7 separate regions of the Mus musculus genome follow, and regions 1, 2, 3, 4, 5 and 6 are each linked to region 7. A link is a contact called in public HiCAR-type, HiChIP or PLAC-seq and promoter capture Hi-C data. All regions are on one chromosome and are shown on one strand. The core of a region is the stretch at or near the end of the contact, and the rest is flanking DNA. Distances in the headings are between cores, read along the strand shown. Region 1 holds the start of Tada2a (transcriptional adaptor 2A). Region 2 holds the start of Gdpd1 (glycerophosphodiester phosphodiesterase domain containing 1). Region 3 holds the start of Trim37 (tripartite motif-containing 37). Region 4 holds the start of Ints2 (integrator complex subunit 2). Region 5 holds the start of Prr11 (proline rich 11). Region 6 holds the start of Heatr6 (HEAT repeat containing 6). Region 7 holds the start of Appbp2 (amyloid beta precursor protein (cytoplasmic tail) binding protein 2).

Region 1 (3,065 bases), core at 273-2,772, 1.1 Mb before region 7:
AAACAAACAAAACAAAAGGCTAATTCACCTTCATTTCTCCTGAAATAGATTTTTCTTTTTTTTTTTCCTTAAGATTTATTTATTTATTATCTGTAAGTACACTGTAGCTGCCTTCAGACACTCCAGAAGAGGGCGCTTGCTACGGATGGTCGTGAGCCACCACGTGGTTGCTGGGAATTGAACTCAGGACCTTCTGAAGAGCAGTCAGTGGTCTTAACCTCTGAGCCATCTCTCCAGCCCCCCCCCCTTTTGTTTTTAAAGATTTATTTATTTTATTTATATGAGTACATTGTAGCTGTCCTTAGACCCACCAGAAGGCATCAGATCCCATTACAGATGGCTGTGAGCCACCGTGTGGTTGCTGGGATTTGAACTCGGAACCTCTGGAAGCGCAGCCAGTGCTCTTAACCGCTGAGCCATCTCTCCAACCAAAATAGGTTTTTCACGTTGACATTTTTAGCTTGGGGACTGACATACAAAGTATATGCAATGCTTAGATAAGAAGGCTGAGGGTCAAACTTTAGGCTATTTTGGGTAGGGGTGAGTTTTTACTCTATTTCCAAGAAAAATGATCTTTGAAGAACGTTGTGGCTCAGTAGTTCAGTTGTAGGGTGTTTTAGCAAGGATGCTTTATATTCACACTCCAGCATCCATTGAGCAAACAAACCCAGTACTCCAGAGGTACAGACAGTACGATCAGTTCATGGAAACTCTTGGCTACATTAAGTTCAAGGTTAGCCCAAGATACATGAGGCTGACTAAAAAAAAAAATTAATTAAAAAAAAAATTAACAAAGGCATATGTCAGGTACTAAATGTAATCTTAGTACGGGGACTATATCTTGGAATCCTAACAATCTCCTGACATAGGCTGTTTTCCCCAAGAAAATGAAGCGCTAAAGATTGGGGTATTTGCACAATGTTTTTACAGCCTGGTGAACAGCAGGGCTCTATCAAGACCTTTACAGTGGCAAAGATTCTACAGTACGTTCTGACAAACACTTCACATTGCAAAGCACAATGCTGCAGAAAGCAAAATCCTCCTTCCTCTCCTTCCTTAGAAGACCACGCAGTGACACTAACATCCTTGAGAGATGGGCTACATTTAAATTAATTACAAGAGGGATCAGGGAAGGCATGGAGGGGCAGGATCCCATGAGCACAGGGGAGCCGCGGGCTTGGCAGTTGTGCAGTTAACATCCTTAGAGCTGCACGGTCTTGGGCAGGTCACTGTAGCCGGGCCTCGACCGCAAAACAGTGCTAAACACTGGGGCGCGGAGACCCACGTGGGGGTTCGGCGGGTCAGGTGGGCCGGGGCCGTGCTCCACCGCCCAGCCGGGAATACGGAGCTGCGGCACCGCCAGCCGCCGGGGGGAGGGGCTCGGGACTCGCCCGGCCGCGCCAACCTCCCCCGCCGCGTGGCCCCGCCGCGCCAGCCGGCACCTCGTGACCCCGCGTGCCCTCGCTCCCGCCGCTCGGCCCCGCGCCTCACCTCGCCACGTCCCGCACCTCGGCGCCGAAGAGCCCGCCGCTGCGCGCGCTGTGCAGACTCTGCGTGCGCGCCGCGGCCTGCGTGCGCGGCCTCGACTCACGTGCGCGGTCCCGTGCCGCGAGCACGCCGAGGCGGTCCCGCCTCCTCCAGTCTGGCAGCGGGCGGGTCCCGGTGGCGCCGCCCCGGGATGGGGAGCGTGGTACCTGGCTGCTAGTCGGTGGGCTCTGAAGTCTGACCTGCTGTCACTTTCTCCGTCGCCACAAGCGGCCCGGTGGCATGTGCTAAGGCGGCTTCCGCTGTTTCAGTCTAGATTTTTTTCTTAACAGTCCCATTCCAATTCTTTTGCAAGCAAAGAAACTGAGGCTGCCCAGGCTCTGGACTGGAGGATGACGAGCCCCGGGCGCATCATGCCACTCATGGATTACCCGGACTGAATGACTTGAGGGGTGAAGAGGGTCCTTTTTATTCTGATGCTTCTGGGACGTCGAAATTGCCTTCTCTGGAAAGACCCATCCCCTGCCTGGGCTTCAGAGGCCCACATGGAAACGCAGTGATGATGTGGTGGTCCACTCTGATGTCACTCTTGAGGGCTAGGTATGTCCCAACATCTCTTATTACTAATAGTATAGATTCTTATAAGAGCTTCCATTTGTGGAGTCCTTCAATACTGCATGCCAGGCATTGTACAAAGCGGGTTACACATAAGGGTTCGTCTAAAACAACTTTCTGAGGGAGGCACTGTTACTGTCCTCATGGTCCAGCATTGAAATATATAACTTAGGATCACAGTGCTACCAAGTGTTGGGGAAGAGCTCTATTCCAACCCATGGCTTGATCTTAACTATTATGCTGTATATCTATTTAAAAATCTGTTTCATAGATTTGCCCAATTTCTGTTGGAATTCATTTATACGATATCTGCCCGTGTGGCATCTTGATTTGTTTTTTGGTACACAGGTAATATAAGTCTATTGTTAAAATAAAAATAAAATCTGCAGCTGGGTGCAATTAGTGGCTCACATCTGTGATCTCAACACTTGGAGAGTGCAGGACAATTGCTTTGAGATTGAGATCAATCTGGGCTACAGAGTAAGAGATCTGTCTCAAAAAAAAAAAGAGTAGTAAAGAAAAAACATTAAAAATTCACATGTGAAAGTCATCCCCACCACGTTAAATAAACAGTTGATGCTATAGAGTACTTCACATTTACTGACTCTCCAAATCCATTCATTTCACAAAAGCACAACGAACAGCCACTTCCCTGGGTGCTGAGAATTTGGTAGTGAGCGAAGTATATGCTCTTGCACATAAGGTTTGTGTATTTTATATATAAGCAATAAAATATAAGTATGTTGCATATTAATATATAAGTAACAAATATTTTTAAATGCCTCATAATGTGGTTTTATGGGAAATAAATCAGGATCCAGATATAACAGTGATAGATTTTCTTTTAGTCAGGATAGGGAAGAAAGGCTTCCTAGCAGACATAACACACAAGAGGAAATCCAATTATTGAATGAGAAACAGAAGCTTCCAGATTTCTAGAGAGAACCATAGATGAGACTCAGCAG
Region 2 (3,069 bases), core at 113-2,612, 1.8 Mb after region 7:
GGCTCAGTGGGTAAGAGCACCCGACTGCTCTTCCGAAGGTCCAGAGTTCAAATCCCAGCAACCACATGGTGGCTCACAACCATCTGTAAAGAGATCTGATTCCCTCTTCTGGAGTGTCTGAAGACAGCTACAGTGTACTTACATATAATAAATAAATAAATCTTTAAAAAAAAAATTAAAACTATTACTTATAAAAAAAAAAAAATTGAAATGTCCTGAAGCCACATTATTGAACAGCAGTGAAGAAGCAAAGATGTGGCCTGTTATAGTAAATTAGAAGGCGGAGCGGACTCGCTTCAACCCTTATATACTTGATATTGTATAAAAGCAATATACTTTTGCAAGAGAAACATCTTTAAAAAAATACTGACTGATCATAAGCTAAATATTTTAGTCTTTTAGAAGCCCACCAACCATTGCTGGGGTAATGTTCAAAAATCAAAGTAAAACAACAACCCAGGTGCTAGGTTTTGGAATCCTTAGAACCAGAACTCTCCAAGTTGCTTGTGCCACTTCAGTCCACACTCTGTGACCTTGGAAAATGTCCCTGGTTTGGAGACATTTCTCTCCAGAGCTCAATTACAAACGCGTGGAGCGTGGCATCGCAGACTCCTCAGCTCTCGCTCCAGGTACTCGCAGATCCTCAGCTCTGCCGGAGCCCAAGCTCTTCCCCACGGACTCAGCCACCAGCCTATTCCAAGCAGTCTGTCCGTTCCTACTTCCCCCTGCGGGTGTCTCCTGGATCTGCACCGGCTTTGTGCCAGGCTGCCAAGAAGGGACCTCCCGATCATCCCTCCATCGGCCGAGGAACGCCCCACTTCTGTCTCTCATCCTGCGCTTCTCCTCCTCACAGAAGCCCTGTCACCCTAGCTCCCCAGAGACGCCCACCAGGACTGGGACACGAGACCCCTTTCCTTCCCTCCCCTCCGGACCACTCATCTGAGGAAGCCCTCCAGTTCCAGGAGCCCATTCTTCGTCAGCCTCTCCAGAATCCCCATCCTCTACCTCCTGCTAGGAAGCCTCCCCCATCCCCGCCATCGGGTTCTGGGGACCCCTCTCACCTCCGCGGTGAGAGATGTGCCTACTGAGGAATCGCTGTTTCTTTCTCTGGTGCAGCAACGCTGGGTATTTAAGCAACAAGAACGAGGTGACCAAATATCCCCCCAGAGTAGAGAGAAGGCAAAAAGCCGCGGTGGACGACATCCTCGGTCACCGCCTTCTGGGCCTGAGACCCCGACTGTGCTGTGATGGTAGCAACGGCCGCAGCGCCGGCAGCTGCTCGAGGTCTGCTCGCCCTCAGCCGGTGCCCTCGGCGTAGCGCACTTGTTCGTGCGGACTCAGCACGCAGGCGCAGCCCGACCCCAGCGCCCGAGCAACAAAGGGGCTCAGATACGCAGGCGCGCTACGGCGCGGAGCGTTGGGCGTCTGGCAGCTGTGGTCCCACGCGCAGGTGCTTCGAAGAAGACCCCGAGGCAAGAGGTTGGAAACTTGCCAGTGGTTTTATTTGTTTGGATTTGTTTGGGCAGTCCCTAAGCCGAAAACGCTCTCAAGCCAGGATAGCCTTCGGGGAAAATCTGACGTAACTGGGAAATGTGCATCAAAGGAGGATTCCAGGCCAGGTCCTAGTCCTTTCTGTGGGAAAAGCGAAGAATTGTTACTGATACCTCGAACTCGTAGCCTAGTTGGTTAGATCGTACGGGATTCAAGCCCCAGTACAAAATAAACATGAATAAAGAAACTGACCACTAAGTCCTTTCCTATAAAGACTGGCAACTAACTTTTCCATTTTTCTTTTTCATCTCCTACCTTACAAACTAGAAATACAGTAGGAACCACGTTTTATGGGGGCAGGGTCTTGGTTTTGTGAGATAGGATCTACTTAGCCCAGTCCGGGCTTGAATTCACTATATACCAGAGGATAGAGTCTTCGACTTCAGGTTCTTCTACCTCAGCCTCCAGAGTGTTGGGATGGTAGGCAAGCCCAGCTGTGGATCGTATTTTATGCAAAGTAATTAGCCACAAAGGCTGTGGCTGTGGCTCAGTTGTAAAGCACTTTCCAAGCACATTCAAGGTTTGGATTTGTTTATTGAGACAGGGTGTCTCACTGTGTTGACTGTGTGCTGGCCTCTTGATTCACAGAGACCAGTTTGCCTCTGCCTTCTAAGTATTGGGATTCTTTTCTTTCCCTTTTCTCCTCTCTCCCTTCCTCTCTCCGTTCTCTCTCCCTCCCTTCCTGTCTCCTCCCCCCCGGCCCCCCCCCCCCTTAGAGACTGGGTCTCACTATGTACCGAGGCTGATCTGGAACTCGCTATGACAATAGGGCTAGAGATCCACTTGCGTCTGCCTTCCCTTAAGGCCAGGGGTTTGAGTCCCAGGACAATTGCAACAACAGGCAGACTCACAGTATTGAGCTCCGGCTGGCTTCAAACTCCTAAGGGTGAAGCAGTCTTTTGGTTTCATCCAGCTCATTAGCTGGAACTGCAGGCAAGGGTTGCTGCACCCGATCCTATCTCGTTTATTTATTTTTTATGCATTTACTTATTTCCTGTGTAGTGTATGTGTGTGCACGTGTAAAGGCAGAGGACAACCTAAGGAGACCTAAGGTGGCAGCTCCTTTTCCCACTAAGCCATCTTGCTGGGTCAAGTGGCAGCTTTTGGAAAGGTGGTAAACACTCTATTTCACAAACATTGGGACTAAAATATCTAATCCTGTCAGGACACTATTTTAAATGTATCTGGGAAAATAGGATCAATTACAATACACTACATTGGGTCTCAACTTATTTTGCACTTATCTAATTGATAGCATAATCACAATTGGTGATTGTCATATGCTGGGGAAAGTTACTATAGATTGGTGAGATTTAGCAAATTATTTCATAGAATAGGTATTTAATTAAAGAACATTTAAGTCAGGCCTGAGGGTACAGGTCTGTAATCCCAGCAACTCTGGAGGTTGAGGCAGTAGGATTGTAAAATCTAGGTCTGCCTGGGTTACAGAATGAATTCAAGCTAGTTACTGTTTTCAAATATTAAGAACAAACAAGAGTGGGGATGTAACTCAGTGGT
Region 3 (2,953 bases), core at 412-2,911, 1.9 Mb after region 7:
GTTGAGAATTCCAAATGCCATAATATTTCCCACAAACTTTTGATTGTTTTTTTAGTCTGGCGACTTAGCCCAGGCTGGCTTTGAACTCACTAAGTAGACCAGGCTATTCTGGAGATGGTTTCTGCCTGGTCATGAAAGGCTATGATTAAAAGCTAAAGACATGTACCACCACACCCGGCCTCCACAAATTTTTAGGTATAGATTAAATTTTAAAGTGTAAATAGAATGTGGTGGCATACCTATGTATATCCTAGCACTGAAGAGGCTAAGGAGGGAGTTGAAGGCTGGCATATGCTTTATAGCAAGTTCTAGGTCAGTGCAGGTGACATGGGAACATCAGCAAAAAGGTACAATTCAGGACACGTTAGTAAAATTATTCTGCAACTATCAGCCTGCATCTAGTTCAAAGACCATAAGTGGTTTGAAATGAAAGCCTTTTTTGCTTTTGGTTTTTCAATACACGGTGTCATTGTGTATCCCTGATTGTCCTGGAACTCCACCTGCCTCTGTCCCCCAAATGCTGGGACTAAACGAGTGCTCCACCATGCCCAGCTTGTGAAAGCATATTCTATCTCTACTTAATTAAATTATGTGTGTGTAGATTATTTTGGGTTATATTAATATATGTGCATGTGAGTGTGGGTGTTTTAGGTGGGCAGAATGGAGTTGGAGTATAGGCTGGAGACCAAAGGCAGGGTTAGAGAGTGGTCCTCCCCCGGAGTAGCAAGTATTCTTAACCTCTGGGCCATCCGTCCTACCTCCATAAATCTTGTTTATAGTTCATATAATTTTTAAAAAATGTTGCTAGTAACGAAAAGATTCTTTCTAGATTATCAATTCTCTGGATTGGGTTCATAAATAACTTTGTAATAAGCTTAAGAGAAGAATTAAGATTTAAGTATTTGACCAACGCCTTTTGTCTCACATACCCTCAATTTCTGCACCCTAACTGGTCTCTTCTGGAAGGAATTTAGAAGCGATTCCCTAGACTCTTTGTTAGTCCCCATAGCAAAAACAACTCAAGCTGCAAGAAAGCCTTAGTCGGTGGGATGTGGATCCAATTGTCTCACCAAAATGAGAAGACGTGGTACCTCTCCCCTGCAATCCTTACTTCCAGGAAGCTTGGAGACTTCACTATACGTCCAGTCTATCATGAACTAAAGAAACCTTGTCTCAAAATAACAGGTCAAGAGAAATCGCCGGTCCATTACAATTGGAGCTTTCAAATGCATTTACTATGGAGGGGGACTAAGTTTTTTTTTTTTTTTTTTTTTTTTTAAAGCTTAAAGTCTGCGTTTCCTCCCAGAGGCGGAAAGCAAACACTAACCAAGCAAGAGTTCCCGGCTCCAGGGTCTCCTTAGGTGACCCACAAACAATGGGAACGCAAATAAGACTCTCCGTCCCTTCCTAATACTCGGGAGCGTGGCTTCTTCCAATTAGGACGCACCAAGGAGCCTACATCACTGGCGGTAAAATCTGCGAGGCGAAGGGCACCGCGCCGACGCCCGACACGCCTCCCCGCGGCACCGCCTCTCCAAGTCTCGTGTGCTGCGCGCACCGCGGGAACCGGGCGCCCGCCTCTCCTCCCGCCCCGCTCCGCCCCGCCCCTCCCCTCCCCTCCCGCAACGCCGAGTGCGCGTGCGCATCGCGTCCGCCCCGTTGCCGCGCCTCTAGCTGCCCTGGTTACCGTTGGTGTTTGCGAATTCTCTGTGGCGCCTGTTCCGCCCCGGACGGGCCCCGCGGCGGTTTTCACACGCGCGCGCCGGCGTCACGTGGGCCAGGGCTCCCACGCGGACGCAGGCCAGCTGCTGAGGCGGGAGGAAGGCGTTGCGGCTACCGCTAGCCCTTCCCTCTCCGCCCCAGGGCTGGCGCGCGGATAAAAAAAAATGGCGAAATGCGGGGTAGCCGGTGGGGAACCCGACGGGATGGGGCGCGGAGGTGGCACTGTTGTGGGAGCCTGCTGAGGTGAGCGCAGCTGACCTGGCGACCTCGGGCCGGCGCCTGACAGCGCAGACACGGACTCCGAGGGTCGCCGAGGGCCCCGCCGAGAGCCGGAGGCAATGGATGAGCAGAGTGTGGAGGTGAGGGGCATCACGGAGGGTGGCGGCTGGGCTCCTTTTCTATCCGGGGCCCCATGCGCTCGCCCTCCCTGTGGGAGGCAGCCTCTGCGAGTCGCGGAGAGGGAGGCTGGCCCGGCGGTAGTGCTTCCAGCCCTCAGCATGCCCGGTGCTGAATCTGTTCCGCAGTCAGGTGCTGCGGAGCTCCAGCGATGCCTTGGCACCTGCTCTCGTCGCTGTTTGCAGGCTGAGCCTTTCTAGAGCAAAATTGCAAATTCATCGGAAGGACTTGCCCTGCTTTCTCGCCACGACTTGCTCTGCATGATTAAACATTTTTTTCACCCTCAGCGGTTCATTTTGTAGGACACACACACCTCTCTCACACTCGACTGACTTAAAGACTAGTAGTTTCCAGCATTGATTCTTGTAAGATGATTTCATGATTGGGGTATTTCCATAAAGGCTAGAATCATCAAAACGATTGCTTGGGGGCTGGGGGGCGTGAACCGTTCAGAGACTAAAGTACTACATGATTTTTGCTTTTTAAAAATAAGGGATAACTTACTGAGCATTGCTCTTGAGATTAACCCAGTTCACCCCCATGGTTTTATTGTCTTCCCAAAGCCAGTTAAGAGTCCGCATCTCTCAGGACCTGGTCTTGCAGTTATGACCATCAGTAATTTTCTACTTAATTGCTCTTGTGAAAGTTGTGTGAAGGTTTTGTAAACTTTTCTTGGTTTTAGGAGGGTTTAATTTTTCTGGAATGGAGTAAAAATAGACGTGGGTAAACTTCCCTGTTTTCAATTTTTTTTTAGTTATTAACTTAATGTCAATAGGGACACTCGCATTTATAGTGGCTGCAGATTTTCAGGCTCACATAATTAGTTGATTACATC
Region 4 (3,081 bases), core at 41-2,540, 1.0 Mb after region 7:
ACCCTCGGGCGTCATCGCTCTCGATCCTAAGGAGTCCAAAACAACAAAATGAAAATCGGTATCTACTTCCCACATATATGACAACCTTCTTTAAAATCTAACAAAGTATACTAAATACTTAGTAGGTCCTTGCATTGGCAATGTTGTTGGCACAATTAAAGCTCAGGTTTCTGTCTCTATGTTTCTACTGACATCTGGAAGATAAGAAGGAAAACTGCAGATTAATGTTTCTTCTCAATTTAGAGATCATTTGCTCTAATACTTTGTGTCCCAGTGAACCCTCCTACCCTGAACACAGCCAAGACTTCCCTCATTATGCCCATTACATGAGTTCCATGAAATATGGAGAGAAAATGAACGGCTGCAGCCAGATCTCTTTCATTTTACAAGCCTACCAGATAAATATAAATATCAGTTGGGCTTCTCTTTCTACCTCCCAACTACATGGAAACACTGGTAAATCATCTCACGGGCCAAAAGTAATGTCAGAGGCATGGTTCTGAAAGCCACAACGCTATTCCGTACCCCTATTGTTATAGAGGTAGATGTGTATGTACAGTCAGCTGAAGGAGTTAAAGAGAGTCTCACTTGGGCACTGTGGTTTTGAGTAAATTTTCAAAAGGTAGCAGAAAAGAGAGGTGACATGGAACAGTTAACAGAGACCACTCAGTCTTAAGACCTACTCCCTAGCAGAGCTGTGGACAAAGAATCGTAGGCAGAAATGCTGCTGTTTCAATAGTAAGCGCTGGTCTTTTAACAGTAGAGTAAGCTCAAGGCAGAGGTGACAGGACTCAGGGGTCTCTGCCAGGCAGCAATGAGAATCGAGTGACCCGGGCTGCGAAGAGTCAGGCGGACTTCAGACAAAGCGGCACTTGGGCCCGAGAAGCCGACGCTTCATACCTTAAGATCAACCCTCCAGCCTCAAGGGACCCACTCGGATTCCGCCTCCGAGAGCCAGACGAGGCAGAAATGGAGAGCGCGGTCCGAAGTTGGGCCTAGGTGATTATCCAGATCCCCAAACCCCGGCAATGCCCGGAGTCGACTCAGGCACCAAGAACTCTGACGCTGGCACCAACAGTGCCGTCGACAGAGCGAGAATCAGAATGGGGACACTGCAAAAAAAAAAAAAAAAGTAAAAAGGAAAGGGAAAAAAAAGGGAGAAGCAACCAGGAGAGAGGGGAAAGCAGAGACTTAGTTCAACCTGCACCCTGCACCTCCATTCATCCCAAGCTTCTGGCACGCGCCGGCCACCGTACAGCACTGAGAAGACGTCGGCGGCGATAAGAAAAGCCAGCTTAGGGCCGCTCTGCGCATGCGCAGGCCCGCCCCTTCCTCCGTCACCGCCCTCCCCGCTTCCGAAAGCGTGGAGTGTTACACTTTCTTGTTTTCCAGAGCTTTTCTCTTGGAACCTTGTCAGATGAGTTCCTAAACGGTCAGAGCGAAATCCCGACCCCCGAACCAATTATCGCGACATTTAAATAACAATAATGTATTAAATGGCAAAAGTTGTCCGCTCTGTTCCTCCACAGAAATTTGCCTAATGGAACCCGATTGCAGCCTCCTTTAAACCCCTGCCGGTGCGGTCTAGAAAGTTCTAGAATCCCAAGACCTGTGTGTAGGGGAATTTTAAAAGTAATGAAGCCGGGCAGTGGTGGCGCACGCCTTTAATCCCAGCACTTGGGAGGCAGAGGCAGGCGGATCTCTGAGTTCGAGGCCAGCTTGGTCTACAGAGTGAGTTCCAGGACAGCCAGGGCTACACAGAGAAACCATGTGTCGAAAAAAAAAAAAAAAAGTAATTAATCATAAGTCTATACACTAAGGCCAAAGTGTAATAACTTTTCATTATTTAGTTTTATGGTGTGTACCCAAATTATAAGCGCATGCTACCACTTCCGGCTTGCATTCGAGGTTGGTTTTGTTTTTCAGACAAGGTATATGTGGTCCTTGTTGGCCTGGAGTTCATTATGTAGACAAGGATGACTGGTACTTGACACAACCCCTCTGTCTGCCCAGGGCTCATACTAGAGGCTCTATGTTTGGTAGCTTTCTCGGGTCTCGAGGTTACAAAAATCCTATTCAAGAGTGAATTTTAGGAACGAATTCAGTGGAACCTTCTCAATATTATATGTGGCACTTGTGAAAGAAAATCAAAACTAAAGTCTCACCATCTTAAAAATTGCAAGTCTATTTATCTCATAATAAATGTTCTGGAGACAGCGCCACACTATGTAGTCCAGGCTGCTCTGAACTTCTGCTTCAGCCTTTCAAATTGTGGAATTATAGGATTGTGCCATCTTCACCAGCTTACGTTTTTTGTTGTGGTTGTTGTTCCTGGTTCACCCAAGGTTTGCATGACCTTGCGCGCGCGCGCGCGCGTTTGTGTGTGTGTGTGTGTGTGTGTGTGTGTGTGTGTGTGTGTGTGTGTGTGACATTTGTGCATGTGTTTACTTGTGAGAAAAAAGAATAACTCATGGAAGCTCATTTTCTCCTTCCACCATGTATGTCCTGGGACTTGAATTCATGTCATCTGGCTCAGCGACCAACACCTGGCATGCTGTGCCATCTGTCAAGCCTCTGAACTATTTTATTAAAATGCAGCTTTTGGGCTGGAGAGATGGCTCAGCGGTTAAGAGCACTGACTGCTCTTCCGAAGGTCCTGAGTTTAAATCCCAGCAACCACATGGTGGCTCACAACCATCCATAATGAGATCTGATGCCCTCTTCTAGGTGTCTGAAGACAGCTACAATGTACTTAGATATAATAATAAAGAAATCTTTAAAAAAAAAAATTCTGCTCTTCAGAGGACCTGAGTTCAGTTCCCAGTACCTATACTTGTGGCTCCAAAACTCCAAGGGGTTTGACACCCTCTTCTGGCCTCTGCAGGACACACACACAATAGTTTTTCCTTGTTTGCTTGTTTCCTTGCTTGCTTGGCTTGGCTTGGCTTGGCTTGGCTTGCTTATTAAATATTTCTGAGCAAATGTGGCGCCTTTCAACCCAGCACTTGGGAGGCAGAGGTAGGCAGATTTCCTGAGTTCAAGGCCAACCTGTTCTACAGAGTGAGTTCCAGGAAAGCCAGA
Region 5 (2,986 bases), core at 285-2,784, 1.9 Mb after region 7:
ACCATTTGTTAAATGCCCCCTCAAGTGGGGTACAACCTACTTTTCCTCAGCTAATGTTCAATGTCCTCAAAGGTTTCAATCCCTGACAAGGAAGATTTTAGTCCTAGTGTTATACAAAATTAAGCTGAGGCTTAGACTAGCTATCTGCCTAATATAATACAATGAAGTATAATGAAGACCTATAAGTCTCCAGAGACCATGACTTTTTCTAATAGACTATGGGGCTATAGTAACTTTAACAGGCTTTATACAATTACCCAAAATGAAAGGTTTGTTTTAAGACAGGTACTTTGAAGCCAGGCAGTGATGGTACACGCCTTTAATCCCAGCACTTGGGAGGCAGAGGGAGGCGGATTTCTGAGTTCATGGGCAGCCTGGTCTACAGAGGGAGTTCCAGGACAATTGGGGCTATACAGAGAAACCCTGTCTCGAAAAACCAAAACCAACCAGCCAACCAACCAACCAAACAAACAAAAAAGACAGGTATTTTGAAACACTTAATAGTACTTAAAATATTTCTGTTTTATATTTAAATATACATCCTTATCTGAAAAAATAAAATTTAAAAAAGTCTGGGTTAGTTGTTGATACACAAGCTCCTGTCTCAGAACAATATAATTAGTCTTCTTCATGAGTTGACACTGCTGGTTCTTTAAGAACTCCATCAGTTATATGGAAAGGTCTTTGGCCAGGGGCACTTCTAAAACTGTAGCAGCAGCATAAGTGACAGATTTACTTCATCATCACTATTCTAAAACACATGTTTTACATCCCCCTCTAGTCAATTTAATTTCCATCATCAGTTTAGTTGGTTTGCCTTGAATGCTGAAGCATGATCTCTGCCATTGTCCTATAGTCAATTTTGTTTTAAGTCGTGAAGCATTGCTATCCCCAACCCCACCCGGTTCTTCCCTGTGTCTTTCTCAGAGTGACCACAGGTCCTTAGTCTTACCCAGCACACTACTAGACACACAGTAAAAGGGGTATACTTTTAAAGTAGATGTCAGAAGTCATTTTGCATCATGGAACACTGTAAAATTACCTGACATAAAATACTTCTCCATAAACGTAAATGCGCTGAAGAATGGCTGGGGAGAGCATCTGGTTAAATAAACATTGTGATAGGAAATTTGGGTAGATTCCTATAATTTGCATTTTTCGCTAGCGCCCAGAGAAGCCAATTACCGCCAGTCGGTGGGCCCCCTTTGAGAAGCAAAAAGTTACGACAAAGACTGAGCAAAAAGGCAATCACTTCAAACTATATATTGCAGTGTTAAATAAAAAATGTGTCTCAGATGTTGCCAGCGGAGCTCTTCTCCTGCCCGAAACCTTTCCTTTTCTGCTCCATCTCCCTTCCCTGTCCAGCTCAAGACCCCACCTCCATAAGAACCCAGTCATCAACAGTTCGAGTAACGGAAGACGGGACCAGGTAACAAAGAGAAAAAACGTCGTTGCACTTACTAGTCTAAGAGCCTGGGGATTAGACGAAGTTCGGGCCTAAGCCTCTTCCACACCATAAAGAAAATTTCAAAATTAAATCTTTGCCGACGAGCGACCAATCGTAGACGTGGTCTCTACAGGGTTCGTTGTCTTGAAAGGATCAAAGCACAGCTTGGACTACGATTGGCCAAAAGAGCATCACATCCTGGCCAATCGGAACTGAGGCGCTTCTTGTATGAATAAGGAAAGGCGGGCGAGAAGGGGCGGGGAAGCCGGAGAGAAAAGGAGGTGTGTCACGTCGCCTAGGCCCGCAGTGGAAGCTTTTATGTCATTGGCTGCTGCTGCTTCCGAGTACACCAATCGCAAACTCTTTTCCAAGTATGAACTTGAAAGTAGGGACCATAAGGCAGCCAATGGAAAAATTCATATATTCAGCAGCCAATCCCCCTGCGGCGTTTTGTGTCTTTGTCCAACAGGAAAGTGCGTTTTATAACGAGGGGCGTTACCCAGGCGCCAATGGGCGGGCGCCGATGGAACGTACTAGCCAATGAGCGCAAGACGTTGAGTGACAGCTGTCCAATGGAGGGCCTCAGTGCTAGCACGGCTTACAGCTTAAGCGCCTCAGCGGTCTGAGGAATGTCAACTATTCAATATGGAGGCGGAGGTCGATAAGCTGGAACTGATGGTGAGTGGAGAGTGAAGGAAACCTACTGGGTAATTAATGTGCTCCACCGATGGCCTAGAAGGTGAAGCGCATTTTAGAGTCTCCTGAAACTGGGTTGTGGAAGCTGGAACCTGAATTGAGTTCCTTCTTTCTGCACCTACGGGAGCTACCGCCGCCTTGGTCTCTTAACCGCCGCGGGGGAAGGGGTTACATCCGGGGAACTCGTGAGGGAAATGGCGGGAGATGTTGAGGGTGTGGGGCCTTTGTAATTCCCTGGTCCTGGTTTTCTCCTTCATCGGCTCCAGGAGCCGCGCCCGGCACAGATACCGCCTCACGAATTTCTACCTTCCTTGCCCAAGCGTGACTGGAACGGTCTTTAATAGCTCGGAGGAGGAGAGAGGTCGTTTACGTCTCCCGAAAAGGGGGATGGAGGATGAGGTGGGGCAGAAGTCTAGGGGCGCGGAGAAATTCAAGTCCACCATGCACCTACTCGCAGGCGAGCTGGGACAGTCTGAAAGAAGATGCTAGACTTGCACGAGAAACTTGCCCGCGGTTCCGCAGACTGGGCTCTTTGCGGCTTGGGAGAGGAGCCGCCGCGGGGACCGAGCCTGGAGCTCCTTCCCGGGGCGCGAGCGGCGTTGCCCCAGGCCCGGCTTTCTGCTTCCTAGATGCTCAATTCCTTTCCTCTGTGCAAGGAGAACCCTGGACGAAGGCCCTCAGCGGCTGCGGGCAAGGCTGGAGTGCACTGAGCGTCCAGCCGAGTGGCCTTGTCATTCTCCATCAGTGTTCTCTTTATTCCCGCCCTCCCATCCTTCCACTGCCCGCTAGATCGCCGCGCCTTTTTTCTTAGTTTTCTTGTTCTGTCTTCAGACTTCTTTTTGC
Region 6 (2,873 bases), core at 83-2,582, 1.5 Mb before region 7:
TAGTGCTTTCTGGCTTTCTGATGGTGCTATGGATTTCCAGCATCAAGATCTAATGTTTCTCATTGCACTCTGGGCAGTAGCCAGGTACCCAAAACAGCAGGTCTCGTGTATAATTTTTATATCTATTTCTCCAACAAAGAATTTTCTCAAAGGCCATCTTCCCTGATTACTGTTCATTTCTTCCTATAGCTTCTACCTGGAAAAAAAAATGTGTCTGTTTGGAGCTCTGTGACCAAGAAAACAGTTGAAAATGGAGGCCATGTATGGAGATTACAAGCAGCACAGTGGAGTGGGACAAGGAGTTGTTTCTTTTAATAAATCATTAATGTAAAAGTCTCAACACTTCTTGAGTTATTTTCTTGGAGGTTGTTATGGTTTGAATATGACACGTCTCCCTGGTCCATAGTTGATTGTACTGTTTGGGAAGAAGGGGCCATGCTGGAGGAGATAGGTCAACGGGGTATTTTGTCCTGGGCTTGACATGTTTCTTGTTGTTTCCTGGTTGCTTTAGGTGAGAAGCCTCAACCAAATACCCCTGCTGTCACGATCATTCTCCTTTACTACAAAGCAGCAGATTCAGTCAAGCATAGCCTTAAACCACCTAAAATAGTGCACCAAAAAATTAATAATAATAATAATAATAATAATAATAAATCCTCCTTCCTTTAAACTGTTCCTCTCAGTTATCTAATCCTAATCGTGAAAAAGCTACTAATGTCAATACGTTAAGTTTTTGTCTTAGTCAGGGTTTCTATTCCTGCACAAACATCATGACCAAGAAGCAAGTCAGGGAGGAAAGGATTTATTCAGGTTACAATTTCCACATTGCTGTTGATCGCCAAAGGATGTCAGGACAGGAACTCAAGCAGGTCAGGAAGCAGGAGCTGATGCAGAGGACATGGAGGGATGTTACTTACTGGCTTGCTTCTTCTGGCTTGCTCAGCCTGCTCTCTTATAGAACCAAGACTACCAGCCCAGAGATGGTCCCACCCACAAGGGGCCCTTCTCCCTTGATCACTAATTGAGAAAATGCTCCACAGCTGGATCTCATGGAGGCACTTACTTCCCCAACTGAAGCTCCTTTCTCTGTGATAACTCCAGCTTGTGTCCTATCAGAACATCAAGAGTAGAAGGAAGCCATATAGCTCACTTTTCTGTCACTGCCATGTAGAAGAGTGCTCTCCAACTCCAGCCAGAATCTGAAACTCTAGCAACGTCAGCCCTGCCCAAGAGCAAACTTTCTGAGAGGGTAAGGGGTGGTGGGTGGCCTTATTTCTGCTGCCTTTTACCTATCCTAATCACAGAACGACTTGCAACCTACAGTTCAAATGATGGCTTTCCGGAACTGGAGCACACACCCAGGCCCTGCCCCAAGCGGTGCCCCGGAAGTATTTCCCAGGCTTTCTCACGGAGGAAAAATGGCGGCGGTGCAGGTCGCCGCCTCTCTTCCTTGTGGGCAGCCGCGAGAGGCCCCGCGGGAACTGTCGCCGGAGCAGGACGATGGGTTCCGCCGCTTGTCTGCCAGGCTCCGCGCGCTGCAGCCGGATGACAGCACCGTGTCCCGCATGGAGATTCACCTGCTCTTCGACCAGCTCATCTCCGAGAACTACAGCGAGGGCGGCGGCGTGGCCCCCGAGGTAGGCGGCGCGCCTCATCCTGCCCGGACAACGGCTGGTTCCTCCCTCCGGCCCCTCCGGCTCTCACCCACGTCCCGGATGACTTAGTTCCAGGCTGGCTTTCTCCCTCGGTCCGTGCCATATCTCTCTGCCCTCCATCTGAAAGCTTGCAAGCCAGCATCTTTTCAAAGGCTTCTGCTCTGACGCCCTCAGCTGCCATCCCTGGTGAGCGACTCCGGGAATGTCGGAGCGAGGGTAGTCTTAGTTGATTTCGCTGATGTACGCACTGAAGCTCACAAGAGATCCAGCGTCACGGTTTGGGCAAATGGCAGAGCTAGATTGGAACCTAAATTTGTCGTAAGGCCTGTATTTTCTGTTTTGTTTCGGCACTAGCTCTCGTTTGCTTCCACTTCTCCTGTCAGGATCATCTCATTCATACACATCCGCTCTTGTATATCACTGATTCCCAGAACCCCTGAGCCAGTCCTACCTGCGAGCATCTCAAACTTGATAGCTCGTATAGATGAATACATTGTCTCCCATACTCCTAATCCCCTATTCATTCTACCCTACCCCACCCCAAATACACACAAGGCATGCACACTGCTTCTTTTCTTTACCCTGGAGCCTGTTGGATTAAAATTCTTCAGTCTGTCTCAAACATGTTTCTCAGTTCACACTCTTCTCTCCCTAGTCTCTCACTGATCTTCCTCTATTCTAGCCCCATTCCAGACTATTCTTTGCCAGAGTCTGCTATTGGAAAAACAAAAACAAAAAACAAACAAAACGCATACAAGTGTACGCATAATCAGAGATTTTCTATGTATATTGGCAAATGGCAGAAGCAAGCGGCCAAACAGTAAGAGAAAAATATGGGGCTTAAGGATGTAAAGGGGAAAAGAATCCCGAGCAGCTCACCACGGATAAGGGAGCAGAGTGGAACTAAGTGAAATTAAGGGAGCTTTTTATTTATATACTTGGCTATTTTGCACAACAACAACAACAAAATGTGTGCCTTTCCATTCTTCTCTCCTTGTTCTCCTCTTGGGTTCAGTCACTTGGCACTTGGTGCCTCGGGTTCAGGCACCTGAGGACATTGCGCATCTCTGAGAGTTCCCCCACTCCATCCCCTCCCCTTGTTCTTTGATTACTTGTCTGTCTGGCAAAGTTCTATTTGTTCTTCAGATCTTCTTTGTTATCTTTCTGTCTCCCTCTCGAGGAGACAAGTTCTCTGTGGTTCAGGGAAGTGTTTGGTTC
Region 7 (3,076 bases), core at 4-2,503:
TCAGAACACTGCAAAAATTGTCCACGTCTATGAACACTTACCCTTGAAACTCCTTGGAGAGCAACTTGGGACTTTCTGTGCAGATTTTTGAGAGGGAGCGACGCAAGAATGCTGCAAAATCGCACTTTTCATACACATTGGTATAATTCAGATTTCTACTTCTTGCTTTCAGGGAATTTCACTGCGTCCTTTCTAAAGATCCAGTCTATTACTAATCTATTAGTAAAATTCCCAATTTAACCCAAAGTGTAAACCGAAAAACCAAAACAAACCTAGAAACCACACAAAAAAGCTTTCAAGGATATGCAAATGAAGCCCACAGACCATTTTCATTAAGCCCTAACTAAATCATTTCGGATTGAAAGAAAGGAAAGGGACGAAACTCGGATTAGAGAAGGGAGGGGAAAAAAAAAAGAAAAAGAAAGAAAGCAGTTACTCGGGTAAAGAGGATCGACGAGATGACAAAGTAGGGAGAATTAGGGGTGGAGCGGAACAAAAAAGTCCAGCTGATACAAACACTAGAGAAGACAGAAAATACCCCAGCGACTAGAGGACCGGGTGGGACTCGGCTGGGTCAGGCATTCCCGCAGGCCTACCCTGGGGCCCCTAAGGGGATGGCGGATAGCTCTCACACAAGAACCCCCCCGGGCCGCACAGACCGGGAGGCAGACGCGGGGGTGGCGGCGTATCGGAAAGCGGCCACCGCAGCCGACGCTACCTCGAGAGCTACAGGCCGGGCCGTGGACGTGGAAGGGGGTGCGGCCCAGGAGCAGCGGCGGGGTCCGATAGAACAGATCGCCTGTACCTTGTAGTAAACGTCGAACTGGATATTCTCCGGCAAGGAGCGGATGTCGCGGCGCGAGCGGATGTAGTTGTCCACGACAGCGGAGATGGCGGTGTTGTAGAGCGTCTCCGGGATCCACTCGAGCTCCACGGCCGCCATCTTCCCTCGCTCCTCCTCCGCCTCCTCCCGCAGGCCTCCGCCTCCCTCCGTAGCGAACCCGTGTGAGGCTCCGGAGGCTTCCGAGGGGCGGCGACCACGCGGGCGAGCGGGCGTGCGCGCGCCTCTCGGACCCGGCTGCCGGGCCTCTGCGTGCGCGCGCGGCCTGAGGGCAGATGGTGCTGGCGGTAGCGGCGGTAGCGGCGGCCACGGAAGATCCGGACGAACGCAGACCACGACCGTACCGAGAGCCTCACATTCCCAACAGGAGAGCGAGCCCAGTTCCGTCCAGGCTCTCAGCTCTGCATGGGCGGGGCTGCGTGTGTGCGTCATGACGTCAACGCGCGACGCGCCGACGCGCCCGGGAAGGAATGCGGCAGGCGGAAAACTTGCGGAGAAAGAGCGCGGAGCGTCTGAGGGGCGCTGGGTGCTTGTTCCTAAAGGACGAGACACCGGGGAAGCTGGGCGGTAGTTGGAGTGGTGTTTTATCCAGCGTGCTGTGGCTCTCCAACACAGTCTCGTTTCAGTGAGTTTTTCGACGACAGCCCTCTTCAACTTTAAGAATTGATCTTTTAGATCAACGAACTTTAGGACTGATCTTTTTTTCACAAAAGTGCACAGCACGGACGGGGCATGGTGGTGCACTTGGAATGGATCGCTTGGGAGGCAGAGGCAGGGGTATCTCCTGAGGTCAAGGTCTATGGAGTGAGACCCTGTCTCAAACAAAGAAAATCTATATTGAGGGATGTGGTGGCCCATCACTTTTATCCCAGCACTGCAGAGACAGAGGCAGGTGGATTTCTGTGAGCTCCAGGCCAGCCTGGTCTACAGTGTGAGTTCCAGGCCTGTCCCTCTTGCTCTGGCCCTGTTGTCTCCTGCTCTACTCGCTCAGCCCTAGCTCATAGATTCTTTTTCATTGGGGATGGTTGTGAGCCACCATGTAGTTGCTGGGATTTGAACTCATGACCTCCGGAAGAGCAGTCGGTGCTCTTAATCAACTGAGCCATCTCACCAGCCCCTATCCAATTTTATTTTATTTTAAATTTTGGTTTTTCGAGACAGGGTTTCTCTGTATAGCCCTGGCTGTCTTGGAACTCACTTTGTAGACCAGGCTGGCCTCGAACTCAGAAATCTGCCTACCTCTGCCTCCCGAGTGCTGGGACAATTTTCTTTTTTCTTTTTTTTTAAAAGAAGAAAAATTTGTTTAACATGCCCTGGCTCTCCTAGAACTTTATCTGTAGACCAGGCTAGCCTCAAGTCACAGAGATCTTGCTGCCTCTGCCTCGCTAGTGCTGGGATCAAAGGTAGTTGCCAGCATTTTTTTACTGAGCAATCATTCAAGCCCCGTTTCCCCATTTTTGCATTGAAAAAAAAAAGAATCTATTAAATGTTTTGGCTTGCCTACCAAATTCTTCTAGTAGTCTGAGAATGCATGTCAAACAAATGGAGAAATGCACTTTAAATCCAGTGAAACTGATTAACCATACACACATTTAAACTTCTTCAGTCCTGTGATTTCTTAGGCTATAATTGACAAACCTGGGAAAGCTGTAGTCAGCCTCAAAATAGGGTTGACAGATTTATCAAGTTTAAAAAAAAAACATAGAAACCTCTAAAACACCCTTTGATTGATTGATTGATGATTGATTTTGAGTCAGGGTCCTACTTATGGGCATGGCTGGCCTGGAACAATAACTTGTTAGCTTTGGATTTAAACTTGCACTGATTCTCTATCTCCCAAGACAGGGGGTGGGGGTGGAGGCTGGTGGGTAGCAGTGAACTCAAATTTCTGTTGTTTGGTTGTTTTTGTTTTGGGGAACGATGGGGGGGGGGGTGTTATTTGTTTGTTTTTTAGAAGTAGAACTGGAGCTTTGCTTTGGAGTCCAAACTGACATGGAACAGGGAATCTTGTCTCAGTCTACTGAGAGCTAGGATTACAGGCCCCTGCAGCCATGCTCTGTTGAAAGTTTTTAAGATGTATGAGCCATGACGTAGTTTTACCTACCCCTTTAAGATCATAAAGAACATAGTTCCTGCTGGGCTGTGGTGCCACTCACCTTTAGTCCCAGTACAGAGAGGCAGAGGCAGGCAGATATCAAGGCCAGCCTGGTCTCCAAAGGAAGTTCCAGCACAGCC

The links. Promoter capture Hi-C pulls out the DNA fragments that hold promoters and counts their contacts. HiCAR-type assays count read pairs that join an accessible place to other places. HiChIP or PLAC-seq counts read pairs in DNA pulled down with a chosen protein or histone mark. Capture Hi-C pulls out chosen DNA fragments and counts their contacts.
Region 1: a contact with region 7 is called in an H3K27ac HiChIP or PLAC-seq map of microglia, with 6 times the contacts expected there. The contact joins the promoter of Tada2a here to the promoter of Appbp2 in region 7. A contact is called at or near these places in 2 of 39 promoter capture datasets (the C10 cell line and hippocampal neurons) and 2 of 115 datasets of contacts at active chromatin or transcription factors (embryonic forebrain and microglia).
Region 2: a HiCAR-type map of astrocytes shows a contact between it and region 7, with 4 times the contacts expected there. The contact joins the promoter of Gdpd1 here to the promoter of Appbp2 in region 7. A contact is called at or near these places in 1 of 39 promoter capture datasets (liver) and 1 of 115 datasets of contacts at active chromatin or transcription factors (astrocytes).
Region 3: a contact with region 7 is called in a promoter capture Hi-C map of adipose tissue, with 4 times the contacts expected there. The contact joins the promoter of Trim37 here to the promoter of Appbp2 in region 7. A contact is called at or near these places in 2 of 39 promoter capture datasets (liver and pre-B cells), 1 of 115 datasets of contacts at active chromatin or transcription factors (large pre-B cells) and 3 of 9 other capture datasets (adipose tissue, liver and pancreatic islet).
Region 4: a contact with region 7 is called in an H3K27ac HiChIP or PLAC-seq map of cardiomyocytes, with 6 times the contacts expected there. The contact joins the promoter of Ints2 here to the promoter of Appbp2 in region 7. A contact is called at or near these places in 5 of 39 promoter capture datasets (embryonic stem cells, hippocampal neurons, liver and 1 more) and 3 of 115 datasets of contacts at active chromatin or transcription factors (cardiomyocytes, embryonic stem cells and pancreatic cancer cells).
Region 5: a contact with region 7 is called in a promoter capture Hi-C map of pre-B cells, with 5 times the contacts expected there. The contact joins the promoter of Prr11 here to the promoter of Appbp2 in region 7. A contact is called at or near these places in 6 of 39 promoter capture datasets (the C10 cell line, embryonic stem cells, hippocampal neurons and 2 more), 1 of 115 datasets of contacts at active chromatin or transcription factors (large pre-B cells) and 3 of 9 other capture datasets (adipose tissue, liver and pancreatic islet).
Region 6: a promoter capture Hi-C map of hippocampal neurons shows a contact between it and region 7, with 4 times the contacts expected there. The contact joins the promoter of Heatr6 here to the promoter of Appbp2 in region 7. A contact is called at or near these places in 1 of 39 promoter capture datasets (hippocampal neurons) and 1 of 9 other capture datasets (pancreatic islet).

What each region holds. Positions count from the first base shown.
Region 1 is chr11:84,128,046-84,131,110 of GRCm38.p6, forward strand. Tada2a (transcriptional adaptor 2A) reads right to left here and starts at 1,523. Exons shown (of 16, transcript NM_172562.3): 1 at 1,492-1,523. It also overlaps a transcript of Acaca not described here.
Region 2 is chr11:87,072,775-87,075,843 of GRCm38.p6, forward strand. It overlaps Gdpd1 (glycerophosphodiester phosphodiesterase domain containing 1), which reads right to left and starts at 1,363. Exons shown (of 10, transcript NM_025638.2): 1 at 1,062-1,363. The coding sequence starts at 1,203.
Region 3 is chr11:87,125,414-87,128,366 of GRCm38.p6, forward strand. It overlaps Trim37 (tripartite motif-containing 37), which reads left to right and starts at 1,662. Exons shown (of 24, transcript NM_197987.2): 1 at 1,662-2,081. The coding sequence starts at 2,061.
Region 4 is chr11:86,256,304-86,259,384 of GRCm38.p6, forward strand. Ints2 (integrator complex subunit 2) reads right to left here and starts at 1,291. Exons shown (of 25, transcript NM_027421.3): 1 at 901-1,291; 2 at 1-26. The coding sequence starts at 15. The region is part of intron 2 of Brip1os (BRCA1 interacting protein C-terminal helicase 1, opposite strand); the gene reads left to right.
Region 5 is chr11:87,107,180-87,110,165 of GRCm38.p6, forward strand. It overlaps Prr11 (proline rich 11), which reads right to left and starts at 1,535. Exons shown (of 10, transcript NM_175563.5): 1 at 1,462-1,535. It overlaps Ska2 (spindle and kinetochore associated complex subunit 2), which reads left to right and starts at 2,082. Exons shown (of 4, transcript NM_025377.3): 1 at 2,082-2,125. The coding sequence starts at 2,093.
Region 6 is chr11:83,752,305-83,755,177 of GRCm38.p6, forward strand. It overlaps Heatr6 (HEAT repeat containing 6), which reads left to right and starts at 1,333. Exons shown (of 20, transcript NM_145432.3): 1 at 1,333-1,637. The coding sequence starts at 1,419. It overlaps Wfdc21 (WAP four-disulfide core domain 21), which reads left to right. Exons shown (of 3, transcript NM_183249.2): 3 at 190-342.
Region 7 is chr11:85,233,867-85,236,942 of GRCm38.p6, forward strand. Appbp2 (amyloid beta precursor protein (cytoplasmic tail) binding protein 2) reads right to left here and starts at 1,254. Exons shown (of 13, transcript NM_025825.3): 1 at 806-1,254. The coding sequence starts at 943. It overlaps Appbp2os (amyloid beta precursor protein (cytoplasmic tail) binding protein 2, opposite strand), which reads left to right and starts at 1,300. Exons shown (of 4, transcript NR_028329.1): 1 at 1,300-1,466.